2 separate regions of the Mus musculus genome follow, and region 2 is linked to region 1. The links are chromatin contacts, called in public HiChIP or PLAC-seq maps. All regions are on one chromosome and are shown on one strand. The core of a region is the stretch at or near the end of the contact, and the rest is flanking DNA. Distances in the headings are between cores, read along the strand shown.

What was found. HiChIP or PLAC-seq counts read pairs in DNA pulled down with a chosen protein or histone mark.
Region 2: a contact with region 1 is called in an H3K4me3 HiChIP or PLAC-seq map of neural tube, with 10 times the contacts expected there. The contact joins the enhancer-like site here to the promoter of Khdrbs3 in region 1. A contact is called at or near these places in 4 of 39 promoter capture datasets (the 3T3-L1 cell line, frontonasal cranial neural crest, liver and 1 more) and 5 of 115 datasets of contacts at active chromatin or transcription factors (astrocytes, differentiating embryonic stem cells, embryonic forebrain and 2 more).

Annotation. Positions count from the first base shown.
Region 1 is chr15:68,922,998-68,930,220 of GRCm38.p6, forward strand. Khdrbs3 (KH domain containing, RNA binding, signal transduction associated 3) reads left to right here and starts at 5,423. Exons shown (of 9, transcript NM_010158.2): 1 at 5,423-5,836. The coding sequence starts at 5,749.
Region 2 is chr15:70,641,858-70,648,909 of GRCm38.p6, forward strand. No RefSeq gene overlaps it. Among named protein-coding and RNA genes, the nearest start is that of Gm19782, 720 kb to the left of the region's middle. Within about 2 kb of position 2,769, at least 9 of the 459 cell types and tissues checked have an H3K27ac peak or open chromatin away from gene starts, as enhancers often do. A contact at or near this core is called in neural tube, where this site is marked.

The DNA.
Region 1 (7,223 bases), core at 4,173-6,672:
TCTTGCTTTAACTTCAGGAAAAAAATGACACTTTTAAAAAAATAGTTTATTTTCATTTTGATTACCTGTATATATGTACATCTCTGTGTTGGTATGTTCAGATGAGTGCAGGTGCCCATGGAGGTCACAAGAGGGATTCAGATGTACTGAAACTAGAGTTATAAGCATTTATAGGCCCCTGACTTGGGTGCTTGCAACAGACTTCAGGTCTCCTGCAAGAACTGCAAGTGTTCTTAATTCCTGAGCCATCTCTCTAGCCCCCAACACTGGTCATCTATCTGTACTGGACTTTAAAAATGTCATCACCTGACCAGCTTGCTGTGCATGTGTGAGTCTGATACTGCCAAAAAATATTTTATTTCTGATTATTTTACCAAACTCAAAATATGCAGTTTACTGAGCCCTCCTCTCCCCAAAAAACCCACCATGTAGACAAAATTGTTGTGTGTGTATCTTTATGCATCCTAACAGGAAACTGTGGGCTAGGAGATGGATGTGAATGTTTTTACTATCGTGGCAATAATGTTTTACATTTCAGCTGTGCTTTTCAAACTGTAGCATCTTACAAAGTGCCGGAGTGGGTGATAACTTGGTGCATTCCACCACCACATGCCACATTTTTAGAACAGTATGTGAAGGATACAGGGCAGCTCCCACATCAAGGAAACTAACAAAACCCATTTCCACCACGGCTAGATCAGAGAATGCATGGCAATTTCCATCCTGTCCTGGAACTCACGTTGTAGACTAGAACTACAGAAATCCTCCAATTCAGAAATCTGCCTGCCTCTGCCTCCCAAGTGCTGGGACTAAAGGCCTACGCCACCACACCGGCTGAGAACAATTGTTACTTGTTACACTTTCCAGGCTTAGAAATGGAGACAAAAGGATTTGGAATTACCATGGCCAGTAGGTGGGGTCAGATGGCTTTTCTGCACACACTTGGCTGTCACATTGAGGCCCCTGGACAGTGTTAATTCTTGTTCCTTTGTTGCTTCCTTTGCATGCCTACCTTTAAACACAGGAAGGCTTCCCCCGATGCTCCTTACTCTTGTTTTTCTTTGCATAACTCTTTTACTTTCTTTTGTTCTGCTCTCTCCCACTTTCTCGTTTTCTTTCCCCTACCTGCATTTCATTACCTTCTTCCCCTTTCATTTCCTTCACATTAGAATGTTCATTATTTTCCTTCTTAGGCTGACATGTCAGTCCTTGGAGTTCCTTTCAGTGGAGGCCAAAACCCAAGTGGCTGCCACACAGTTCGAACTTTTGAGGGAATGTGCTTCCGAATTTGGCCACGAGGGGGTGTGTGTGCAATAGCTGTGGCATCATCTTTGCTGAACAGGCGTTGACTGGGTAGCTTTGCTGCAGTAAAGAGAAACATGCAAGAGGACCTGGCCTTGCCATCCATCAGATTGAACGAGGACTTGCACGGAAAGCCTGTGAATACAGAGCAACAGGCTAGGTGTCTCTAGGTATGTGAGTGATTAAGCTGGAGGACATGATTCTCCTGTTTGTAGCCTGAGTGGAACAGAAATGATAGATTATCTGAGTGTACATATACGCATGTATGATCATGTGCATATGTGTTTCTCTTTGTGTACATATTATGTTCACGTGTATTCGAGGAAATGTATCTAATTCTCCTCCCAATGTCTGGACTGTTTCAACTTTCTTAGTCACACTTACTTGATGTTTGAGTTTCCTTCTGGCTGTCTTCTGCATTGAGTAGGGGCCTCGTGGAGTCACTCCTGATCTGTGGATGTGCTCTGAACATTGTGACTCCTGCCTTCCAAAGTGTCTCCTTTCCTTCCAGGGTTGCTTTCTACCCTTCCAGCCACACAGTCTAAGCTTGTGTAACCTGTTTTCTATGGCAAAAACTGGAGTCAGAGCCCAGAGTGGATCTTCTTGGTGTCTTTTGCTGTAACATGCTCATGATGGATTTCTAGGTGAGGCTATGCCATCTTTTGGTGTCCCCCTTACATAACAAAGCCACTGTCTCGAAGATTGGAGTAACAGTGATGTTAGAGAATTTATTTTTAAGGAGTGATCCCTGAATACATGACTGCTTGCATTGACCTGACTGCTCAACCAGACGCTGGGCTAAGGAGCTGAGAAGGCTCCAAGGACACAGAAGACAAAGACTCAGTGTGGTGAGCATGAACAAGAGCATAAATAACACTGGTGTAGAGAGAAGGAGGAGTCAGAAAGCATTAATGCTGTGTCTATGTGGAGGTTAGTGAGGTATAAATCTTAACTGACCCTTTCCCGGTGCTCAGAGATAATGCTTGCTGGGGAAAGATTGGTAGCTAGTAAGTAAGGGATATGGGGGCCAGAATGAGATTTGAACTTTTCCACTCATGAGAATGTAACATAGGGCTCATATCTCTTACACATTCAAAGGGAAGTTTGTAATGTGGGTAGCAATCCTTATATAGAAGAAAACTAGCTCACAGACACTGGCTGTGATTGGAGCATGCCCTGATGGTGTCAGGCACAGCAGCAGTGTGTGTGATTCACTGGAGCTGATGTCAGAGGCCAAGGGTCTGTCTCTCCCTGGGAAAGAAGGCCTGGAAGTCGGCGGAGATTATAAAATGACAACTATCCCTCTGGGGTTGCAGAGACTTGGCTGTGCTCCTTCTGGTAGCCTGGAATGATGGGTAACAGTGGCTTGGGAGATACTCCTTGCATCTCTGGGACTGAGAGTCAAGACAATGACTTGGAAAGGTAGTTATGTTCCCTTATGCCAGCTGAGGGACTCCATGGAGTGTGGACAGGAGATGTAAAGCCTTGTGTAAAGCCAACAGTGCCCTTGTGCCCTTGTCCAGAGGTGCCATTGGAGAAGACATCTTTTGCTTCTAAATCCAGAGCAGTCTCAGTCCACAGGAAGTGCTTGGCCAGAGCAGGGTATTCTAGAGAGATCTCTGGCCTAGAATCCCAAAGGCTTGAATTTATATCACTGCCGGCTGATGTCTGCAGGGGAGCTATTACTTTCTCCAAGACCCATCACCCATGGGATGGTAACTTCATGAAGAACAGCAGAGTAGCCAGCAAAACATGGAGGTGGTGCCCTGCCCTGGATCTTATGGTCCAGCCAGACTGGTGGGTGGGGACGATTTTCTGAGCCTCTTACAGGAACATCAGTCTTCTCCCCTAGAGGACCCAGCATGAGCACTCACAGGGCTGGGCACCTGCCCACTTGGAGAGTTCTGTGAGGAGGAGGGTCCAGAGCAGGCGCGTTAGCATCTCTGTTGTAGGCCTCATGGTACACAGTCCTCCTCCCCAGCTGCTGGCGGGACATCTCTGCCAAAAGCACCACTGGAGGAGGGACAGAGATCTAATCAGGCTCAGATCACTACCCGGGAAAGGGTTAGGTGTGGGAAGGGTTCAGACTAGGAGGGCCTGGAATCTCAGCTTGCCAGTGGTGGCACAGTTGGCAAAGTATAAAATTCCTCAGCCTTGGAGATTTCTTGATGAGTAAATGGTGATAAACTGAATCTTTCCTGCAGGTATCAAGAGGACGATGTATAAAGCTGCCAGAGCAGCTTGGCACTTAGTAAATGCTCATAATAAAGATAATTAGTAAATGCTTAATAAAGATAATTAGTAACTGCTTAATAAAGATACTCATCAGTGAAAGTTTAGACTACTACCGAGGCAGAAAATGGAAGACACGGGGCAGGGAGCGCTGTTTCACCAGGCACTCTGCCTGCCTCTTCTCCTCAGTAGTGTTTGTCAGAGGATCCCTGGAATTCAAGTCTAGGGAGACTAGAGCAAGAGGCATGTGCTTCTATTTAGATGTAAAGGGAGAAAAACCTTCCCTTAAGAACTCCCCAACTGCCTCACATCTGGCCCCCCAAGAACTATGTTATGTCAGGGACTGCTGACATAACATAGTTCTTGGGGGGCCAGATGTGAGGCTCAGACTTGGGCCACACTGCATGGCCAGACCGGCATGGGGCTCAGGGTCAGAAGCAGGATCTACCCTTATGAGCTTGCTCTGCTGGGGTTGTGCTCTGTCTTCAGCATCAAGGAGCACACAGATGGTGTTGCCTGCTGCCTTTCGAAGCTTCTGCCTCAGAAAGCAGCCATGCGAGGGAGACTGCCACAGAACAGTCTGGCTTTCATTTTGTGCCTGGTGATTGTGAAATAGTACATCCTTATGAGGTTCCTAAGAAATAATCTTTTCTCATCTCCATAGGATAGATGAAGAGACTGAGGCACAAATGACCTAAGTTTGCTAAAAGGTCAGAACTAGTTAACCACTGTATTTTACTGCCACTTGCCAGTTCTGACTAAAGAGAGACAAGGGGGAGGTTGTTGTCGGGGACGCTACAGTAGTACCTAACCTGCAACCAAGTCCACACAAGGCTGGAAAAGGGATCAGGTGCTTGGGGGATTCCTTCAGCACACTGTTCTGGCGCTCTCTCCACATCCGTCCCTGACAACAGGTGTTAGAGACCTCTCCCTCAGACAAAATTTGCTGTTCCCCAAGATAGCCCTAGGCTAGTGAAAGCGGAGTTGTAGTTCTGTGAAGGGCTTTAGAGTACAGGGAGAGGAAAAAAACGAAGCAATTAAGGTTTTTCTAGGGAAGTCTTGAGCACTGTCAAGGGACTCTGGTTATCGAGGTTGGGGTTATGATATCCTCTGAACAGGGACTCAGGAGTCCTTGGTCTAGTGTGAGACATTTATTCCACACACCTCAGAGGATCTAAAAGGAGCCTAGGAGAGCATTTGCTGGGGTCTGGTTGCCTGTCGGAGGGCGACAGAAGACATCACCACCATGCGTGGTGTGGTAGGTTCCCTACTGGAGACAGTTTAGAGAGACTCATTCATCCACGTCCAGACACCACCATATAAGGAGAAGGGCAACACGGAGCAAGTCTCGGAAGACAAAGACAGTCTGAAGGGCAGGCGCTTTTATGTAACCGACTTCTGCGCCAAGGGTCTCAGGAGGCTGGCGTTTTAAGTCCTGCCCGGCGGTATTTTCGTACAAATAGCAGCGGACAGCAAAGCGACCTAAGTTGGGCAAGTTCGTGGTGCTTTGGCAAACCAGGAGTCTGGTCGCACTGCCTGTTCCCAGAGCCTGGCAGTATGAACCTGGGCTCCAAAGGCTCTGCCCTTGTCCCTTCTGGCTAGGACGGGTGACCTTGGACGCGCCACTTGACCCATGAGCCTCAGTTTCCCAGACTGCACATACAAGGCAATGCTGGACAGCTTACAGACGCTCATCGGGGAGCCCTGGATGGAGACCCCTGATCTAGGGACCGGAAGCGCCCCTACAATGTCCCCGCTGCGGGCCCGCGCAGTCCCAGTGCCCCCACGAGGCGGCGCGCGCCGGGCGGTCAGCATAGCGCGCAGGCGCGGCGGGCGGGGCGGGGAGGGCGCGGGGCACTGCGCGGCGGCTCAGAGCGCGCGGGGTGGCGCGCGGGGCGGGTCGTGGCAGAGCAAGGCATCGTCGCAGCCGGCGAGCAAGACTGGCCAGCGCTCCTCGGCTTTCCAGCCCGCTCTCTTCGCTCATCCCGCCGCCTTGCAGCCCGCGGCCCGCAGCGCGGTGATCTGGGGCTCCACGGGGCCGGGCTGAGCGGCCGCCGCCCGCCCCGAGCCGCCGCCGCCGCCCGGCCGCCCGCCCGGCTTAGCCGCCGAGGCGCCTGGCGGGGTCCGCGCCGCCGGGGGCGGGCGGCTCGGGCTGCGGGGCGGCTGGCGCGCGCGCGCCGCGGGGCGGAGAAGCGGGCCCGGCGGCCGGCGAGCATGGAGGAGAAGTACCTGCCGGAGCTGATGGCGGAGAAGGACTCTCTGGACCCCTCCTTCACGCACGCCCTGCGCTTGGTGAACCGAGGTGAGCTCGGCGGCCGTTAACGGCACCCGCGTAGCCGGCTCCGGAGAGGAGGGAGGAGGCCCGACATCAGCAAGGGACTGGAGTCTCTTCCTTGGGGACCCTGGTGGACCCAGGGGAAACTTCTGGGAGGAGGACAGAGAGCGTGTAGGAGCCTGTGTCTGGACTGGTCCTGGATGAGTCCACCAGAGAGAAAGAGAGTGGGACGCCCTGGGACCTGGGGTGTTTGGGGTATCTAAGGAGCTGCAAGAAAGCGCATCAGGGATAAGGATGGGCTTGGGCGAATCTGCTGCGCAGGAGGTGAAGGGAACAGGTGCTTGGTTTGTTAGTGAAGTTTGGGGACCTTGGAAGAGGTTTAGGGTCAGATCCTCCAAGCACGATAGAGGGGAGGACTCCAGCGGCCCCGAGGGAGGAGCCCAGCTTCTCTCCCACGGTTTTTCTGTGTGTGCCTAGGCGGCCGCCGGCTGGGCAGTTTGCTGTTCCTGGGGGCGGGCACTCATGCCAGCCTGGCAGGCAGGCGGCCCTTGAAGGTCTCAGTTTGGTAGAGGAGGCCCGCCAGAGAGCCAGTTCTTGCTCGCTCTTTTCTCTTCTTGAGACAAGCTGGTCGGGTGACCCTCATTGGTGTCAGGCTTAGGGTTGAACACATTGCCAAACGATCCACCCGCCTGTGCCATTTTTCACACTCCTCCAACCAGCGCGGGTGGTAAAAGGAACCGGGAAGTGCCAAGGACAGGGACACTGGGGTTTATGGAGGCACGCCTACCCAGGACAGTATTCTTCAGGTTTACTTCTCCTCTGGCTTCCTGAATCATCTGTTGGGATGGAAGGTAAATGAAGCCTGCCTTTACCGGATCTATCTGCGACACCCGGGTCCAGCATGGTTCATGTTTCAGAGGAAGATGGTCTGGGAACCTCTGGTTCTTTTTTTTTTTTTTTTTCACCCCTCTCCTTTTCCATACTTCTTTTTAAGGGATATGACAGAAACATTATCTGGTCAGATCTGTAACCATTTTTATGAATCACTTTGTCTAGTGGATCCTATTGGGGGTATGCTGTTCACAGCGCTGGTCCTGACTCTTATTGTTGGGAGAGAAAGATGAGGCAGACATATTCTATTTGTGTGTAGACACCTATGTTTTAGAACCACGACCTCTGTTACTTGCCTATTGTAGACAGTTGTCAGGATTAGGCTGTTGTCCTCCTGTGGGGGTGGTGTGGAGAGAATTACTTTCTCCAAGAAGTGAAGCTTCTTTGAACAGAAATATGCTTGCCAGCCTCTCCCGTTAATGGTTAGTGGCATGCTTATTTTGATTTCTTTAATATACCGGAGCTTGTGAAAAAAGTCATGGGCGTTGTTCAGTCTTAAATTAGTGGAAAGGAATTTTAAGTT
Region 2 (7,052 bases), core at 1,519-4,018, 1.7 Mb after region 1:
ATTCATCTTACACAAGACTTAAATTGATAATGAGACTGGAATGGAGTCATGTGAGGCAGAATTTTCTTAGAACAATGAACACTTTTGTGATGCTCTTCACAATGGAAGGTACTGACTGGCCACTTAGTATACCAGATGCCTATTCCTAATTTATACAAATCGGGAGATTTTTTTCTTTTACTTCAACTGAAGCACACTATTTTGTGTTTTAAAACAGTAAGTGAATGGTTCTACAAAGCAGAACCAGATAATATTATTAATTTGTTCCAAATATTTTGGAAGAAAATAAAATATAGAATGGTCTTAGTTAATGGTATGTGTCATGGAGCAAACAGAATATATCATCATGGTTTCTCTGAGAGAGTAAATATCAGAGATACAAAAAGAGAGGTGTTATGTGGACATAGAGCAGGGATGACAGCATGGATTCTAATTGCAATCACATACTAAAGTTCATCCTACAAAAAAACAACATCAACCAAACTCACAACTTTTGGCAAACCAACATTCTGTGCATCCTGGCAATGCATGTAAGACCTTCAGGAGGAGGGAGTTAGACACTGTCAGGGATCTCCTATAACACATTACATGTTTGATGAAATTATGTGCTAGGTTTTGTAGATACCATCATATGTCACATGGCTCAAGCTGGTTTTCTTATCGTTAAAGTTGAATTTACTTAGAACTACTGTTGAGCGAGCTATTCAAGTAGCTTAGGTCAGGGCATCCCAGTAACTCTCTCTCTATTTGTAACTCAAGCCAAGCTCCGCACTTAACAATTGAAGTTAGACATCCATTCTCATTTTCCACTCCTGCTGTCAACAAATCAATGAACTAGCACATTAATTTATCATTCATTGTTTATCTCAGGTTCTTTGTCATTGGAAGTGAATTTCCAGGATCTATCACAGATGAGGCTGTTATGTCAGCTGGGACAAGCACATTCTAAACAACTATGATGTAATAGAAACGGCATTGTTATGAAAAGTACTCATTTAAAATTTTAGCACCTGAATAGTATCCTGAGATGTGAAACAATGGAATACATCCTTTGCTTCTCTCCTAGAGTCAGTTCATATTATACAACTTTTCTTTTCTTCCAGTGGTACAGGTGACTATATTCTGGTTCTCCAATGACAATTCTGAATTATCCTACAATCTCAGTGTTCTTTGATGCTTATTTTTTTGCTCACAGTTTCGATGTAGAAGTACACATTATCCTGTAATACAGTTCTTCTGTAGCCAGAAAACAATGGCTTCACTATTAGTATTTTATGAGACTCATGGCTAGTTTAGCTAAACTACTTGCTGTAAAAATATAATCTAATAGTATAACTATAATAAAATAAGTTAGAAATAACATTGATTTTTTGAGTATATATGATTGTCTATGAGACAAATTGCTAAGCAAAGTTATAGCATTATGTATAGTATCTGAAATATGAATATTTCAAACATGAAAACTACATTTTCTAACACTTTGTTACAACCAAACACATTCAAATGTGGTGACATAATATTCTGCTAATTTCAAGTAAACTGATCCTACAGTTACACACACATAGAAACCTCTAAATTCCAAGGGTATACATGCCATATATATTCCTATGCAATGAGTCAATCTATTATAATACACACATGCCTCTTAATCATCCAAAACAGATAAACATTTTACTATTTTATTTGAATCCTCTGTTTTTACTACTGTGATGAATCCTTGATAACCTTTTTTAGTATCTTCTTTCCAAGTTTATATTTTCTTAGAAGTTGTGTGGTTTCAAAGACAAATTTTACACATAGTAGTCATTTTAGGATCATGGCTATTTCACTAAAGCAAAATAGATTAGAGCTATTCATTAAAGCACGCCTTTTTTGCTCTTCAACACCACATATTGAGGTTTTCTTTTATTGTAAACCCTTAGTTGAATTACATACTTATTTCTAACTGATGGAGTTTCATGACTAGTTCTCCTACTTCTAAATAAACACATAGCTCTACAGTTCACAGAGAACAGGAGTCAGACATGAGAAGAGCACACCGTACTGAGATAATGTCTTGACTGTCTATCAGCCATTATTTATTATTCTAAACCAGCCTTATTTTTACTAAGGTTCTGTGACATAATGTTACAAACTCATTTTACAAATGAAGAAACAATCACATCAAGGTATTTCTAGCATGTCAAGTATTTTTGTGGAATTTGTACATATATAACCTTCTTGTCAGAATTTTCAGCTATGCTTTCCCCATTACCATAGCTCTGTATTCGATTATAGGTAAAGCCTATTTAGACTCTAGAACTGTGGGTTGCATTTCTTTATAGAATTGTTTCCTATCAGAGCTTTAAAAATAGATATTGTAAACCATGTAAAGATTTGTGACTTCGACTTTGTGTATGCCTGCCACAAAAGTAATCATTTTCATAAAATGAAATTATTGAGCAGCTTTAAAATTATTGATATCATAGTATCTACCATAAAAGTAGATGGCATGGAGAAAAAGAAGAAGAAAAAAAAACAAGGAAAAAAATTACAGATACAAACTAGAGTCAGACAAGAGGGAAGAAAGAGCAGAAGAAGCAAGCATGGCTTGTCTGTGGTTTCTGTGTCAGATTTAAATTCCTCCCCATCTGTGTCATCAGAGGAGAAAACTGATGTGCTTCTCTTGTCAGAATAAATTACCTTGGTTATTGATGGTGATGGATCCCAGGACTCACTCCTTGTAATACAAAGGATTTTATGGTCTCCAGCCAGTGCTTCAGTTCTAGAGGAGCACACAGACCAGGAAGGTTAATTACAATATTCTACTAATTGTGTTTCCTTGTCCTGTACCACATAGAAACAATAGAATGAATGTGCTCATAATTAAGGCTTGAAAACTCTCTGCTGAATTGTCAGTGAAAGACACAATGCAGAAGGGCTAGATGAAGAAAACCCATTATATTATCATCTTTACAAGAAAAATAAAAACACAAGGGAAAAGAAGCAAGAAGCCAAAAGAAACATCACTGACAAACAGCAGACTGTTTCTAGATTCCAGATCTCAGTTGTATCTTTTGTACCTTATAGAATACTGAGACTCAGATGCTTAAGCCACACTAATAATGACATTAGCACAATCATTTAGAGTGAACTCAAGTGTCTTTGTTCTCTTTAAGTCTATGCTTTGAGGCACAAATTACTTATCCTTTGTATATAATTATGATGTCATTCTACAGCAACAGTGCAACAGTGTATAGCTGCATTTAAACAAATATAGCTAGGAATAAGGGCCAGATTAGTTTTAAAGGAACACAAATTCATAAATAGATCATTTTTTAAAGAAGATGTTTTTAATTTTTTAACAAATCTAGTTTTATTCAGAGTCACTAAGCCTTACCGATTTCTTCCAATTAATGTGCAAAAACCTACTCCTGGCACTAAAGCCACCTGAGTACCAATTTCATCTTGTTCAAGATGTCTGTTATAAACAGAAGGAAAAATGAAACAGTCCACTTCAAGGATCCAATTATTTTTAGAGGCTTGTTGCATGAATGGAAGCCATTTTACCTTCATCCCTGTACTTATATAAATGGGCTTTGAGGCTTAAAGGAACAAACTTACAGATGTTCTCAAGTGAAGTGGCTAAATGTGATTTCAAAAATAAGAGTGAATATGTAATTAACTGGCTGTTGCTTATTTAGTCCTTTGCTCTATCTGGCTTTAAATTCACACACCTTGCTTTTTGAATCTGAATTCTGCATCTATAAATAGCCATAAACAGTATTTTTAAGGAATTTTAAGAAATGATTCTGACCATTTTTGTTCTTATTAATCAGCTTCATTCTCTGAACACATTCTGTGAATAGTGCCTCTGATCTAAGAAAAGCCAGCACTTCCAGGTGCTCAAAGTGGGACTGATAAAATTACATTTGCACAATATACTCATTTATGAATTTCTCCCCCTCCTTGCTATATGGATCTGGGCAGTGCTTACGCACAGGTTAGCTGCTTGAAACATTGGCAGAGAGGCAATGGCAGTTGTGGATCTTTGTGCCTCCTTTCCATTTTAAGACAGAACATCTATGGAAGGTTCAGGGGGAAATTGTTCTATATTGTAGTTCACAGAAAAAAAAATCACAGAAAGTTAAAAATTCAGGGTGAGACAATGGGCAGTACACTTTGAGAAGGAGACACTGAGAAACCTCTTTGCATTGCTTACCAGCTATGCCCAAAGTGAATCTCAAACATCTAAAATCTGTTTCTAAGTCACCAGATAGATATTTGTCTCATATTTCATGTATGGAATAGATTTATGAAGGTTCTAACTTTAGGTTATGACAGCCTGAGTGACACTCATGTCGTGTCTTCTGATGAAAGCCATTCCAGTAGTGAGCTCATTCATGGGGAGTTTGCAATTCCAGAGAAACATTCATAGAGCGCAAATTGGATAAATGTATAGTCTTATGGTTTATCCAGAACTAGCATCAGAATTCCAATGATGACCCCAAGGTACTAATTCCTAATGAGATCCTTGGTGGTTTCTTAGGTTTTCACCTGCTACAAGGTCATTGTCATTAAGTAGACTATGAGGAAGCCCAACCTTGTTCTCTTCTGTAATGATCTCAGAGCTGTCACTTTTGCATTTTTGACTTGCCCAAAATATCTAAGTATTGTGAACCAGATGCTGACAATTGAAAACTCCAGAAGCCCTGTGATGCCTATGGCCCTGTGTTATAAGATTTTCTATCTCTGATTACTGATAGTGAGGCAGCAGCTTCTAGAGCTGATGACAGAAGGAACTATACTCTTCACGCTTCAGAACTGAGATTTTTATTTACTATGTAATGTAATATAAATATATGTATATATACATATGCACATGTTAATATATATGTACACTTAGATATATATGTATATATATATGTGTGTGTGTGTGTGTGTGTGTGTGTGTGTGTGTGTGTGTGTGTGTGTGTGTGTATACACAAACACATAGCTAATATTGCCATTTTATGTCTTTAGAGGTAACACTGCAAAGAAATGTGATAAAATACACCCAGTGTACATGACTACAATTTTGCTATATTATCAACACATCCTCTGAGTTACACATTTTCAAATTTTACATGATATTTCAGATTTCTTGGTTACAAAATATTTTCTCTGTATAATAGGGAATTATTGACATAAATTGGTAATTATTTACTTGCTCAAGATTTCATTTGGATCATGCAATACTTAACAATGTCTCTAATCCCTGACACTAGATCTTATTACCTCTACTCACAAACTTATGACAACTAAATGATCCAGGAGTTTATCAAATGTCTTCACTAGGATAAGAGACTGCAAATTAGGAACACCAGTCTAAATTGGGATTCTCAAGTCTTCCATTACTGCCTCTGGCTTTCCCTTCTTACTACTCTGATCTCTACTTCACTTGTTCTTCAATGATATGGCCTGACATCATAGCTAATATTGCCACAGTATTTATCTAATGTCTGCTACATGGAAAAATCTTGATGAATGGTTAAAAATGGGATGCTTACAAATACTGTAAAAGCCAGATAGAATTCCCATAAAGTAAATTCCAATAAAGTAAATATGTAATATTTACATTTTTAAAAGTAAATATTACATTTTTACTTTATTTCCTTTCCTTCCATTGTGATTATAAACACACAAGCACACATACACTATCTTAGTTAGAATTTCTATTTCTGTGATGAAATACCATGATCAAAAAGCAATTTGGAGAAGAAAAAGGTTATTTGTCTTACATTTCCATATCAAATATTCCATCAATGAAGGAAGCCAGGACAGGAACTCAGGGCCAGAACCTAGATGCAGAACACACACACACACACACACACACACAAACACACACACACACACACACACACACACATACACACACACACACACACACACACACACACACACACACACACACACACACACACAAATTGTTGGGTGCTGGTTGCTAGTCTGCTTATCACAGCTTGCTCAGTCTATTTTATTATAAAACACAGGATCACCATCCCAGGAAAGGCACCACCCACAATGGTTTTGGCCCTCTCCCATCAGTCACTAAATGAAAATATAGTGTGAAAATGCCCTACAGCTCGATCCTATTGAAACATTTTTTTTCTCAGTTTAGGGTCCCTCCTTTCAGATAATTTCAGTTTATGTCAAGTTGACATAAAAGTAGCCTATACACACTCTCACTCTCGCTCTTGCTCACTCTTTGTTGTATATGACAGACAGAAAGAGAGAGGAGAGAGAATTAGAGAGAGAGAGAGGGAGAGAGAGAGAGAGAGAGAGAGAGAGGGAGAGAGAGAGAGAGAGAGAGAGAGAGAGAGAGAGAGAGAGAGAGAGAGAGAGAGAAGAAGGAGGAGGAGGAGGAGGAGGAGGAGGAGGTAGGGAGAGAAAAAAGAAGGGAGAGGGGAAGGAGGAAGAAAGGGAGAAGGAAGGAGGAAGAGAGAGAGAAGGAAGGAGGGAGGGAGGGAGAGGGAGAAGGAGAAGAGAGAGAGAATAATTACCAGCATTTAAAATGTACCTTATTAGTTTCACACTCCTGTACTGCCATCATTGACATCTACCTCTAGAATGATTCATCTTGTACAGCTGAGAGTTTGTTCATAGTAAACAATAAGGCTACATTCTTTCCTTTCCATAGCCTCTGATAACTATTCTCCATTCTGATGTATTTCAAATCTCTAAGGAAATTACAACATAATATCTAAACCATTCTCTTCCTTTTGCTGGCATAATTCCCAAAGTGTGATGCCTTCAGATTCCTTCAAATTGTGAAATGTAGAATTTCTTTCCAAAGCCAAATAATTTCCACTGTCTTGTATGGTCACTCATCATTCTCATACATGTGGCTTTAGAATAATAATGTCACGTGTGTATCATGTGAAAAAGGAAATATCGACTCTCAATTCATCTCACTGAATAAGCTATTTCTGCCAGTGCATTCTACAAGCCCTCTGGAAGTAAAATGCTTAGTTTGTTATCTGTACAAGATTAACCCACAAGGGAAGTTTTACTGCACATATTGCATTACTTAA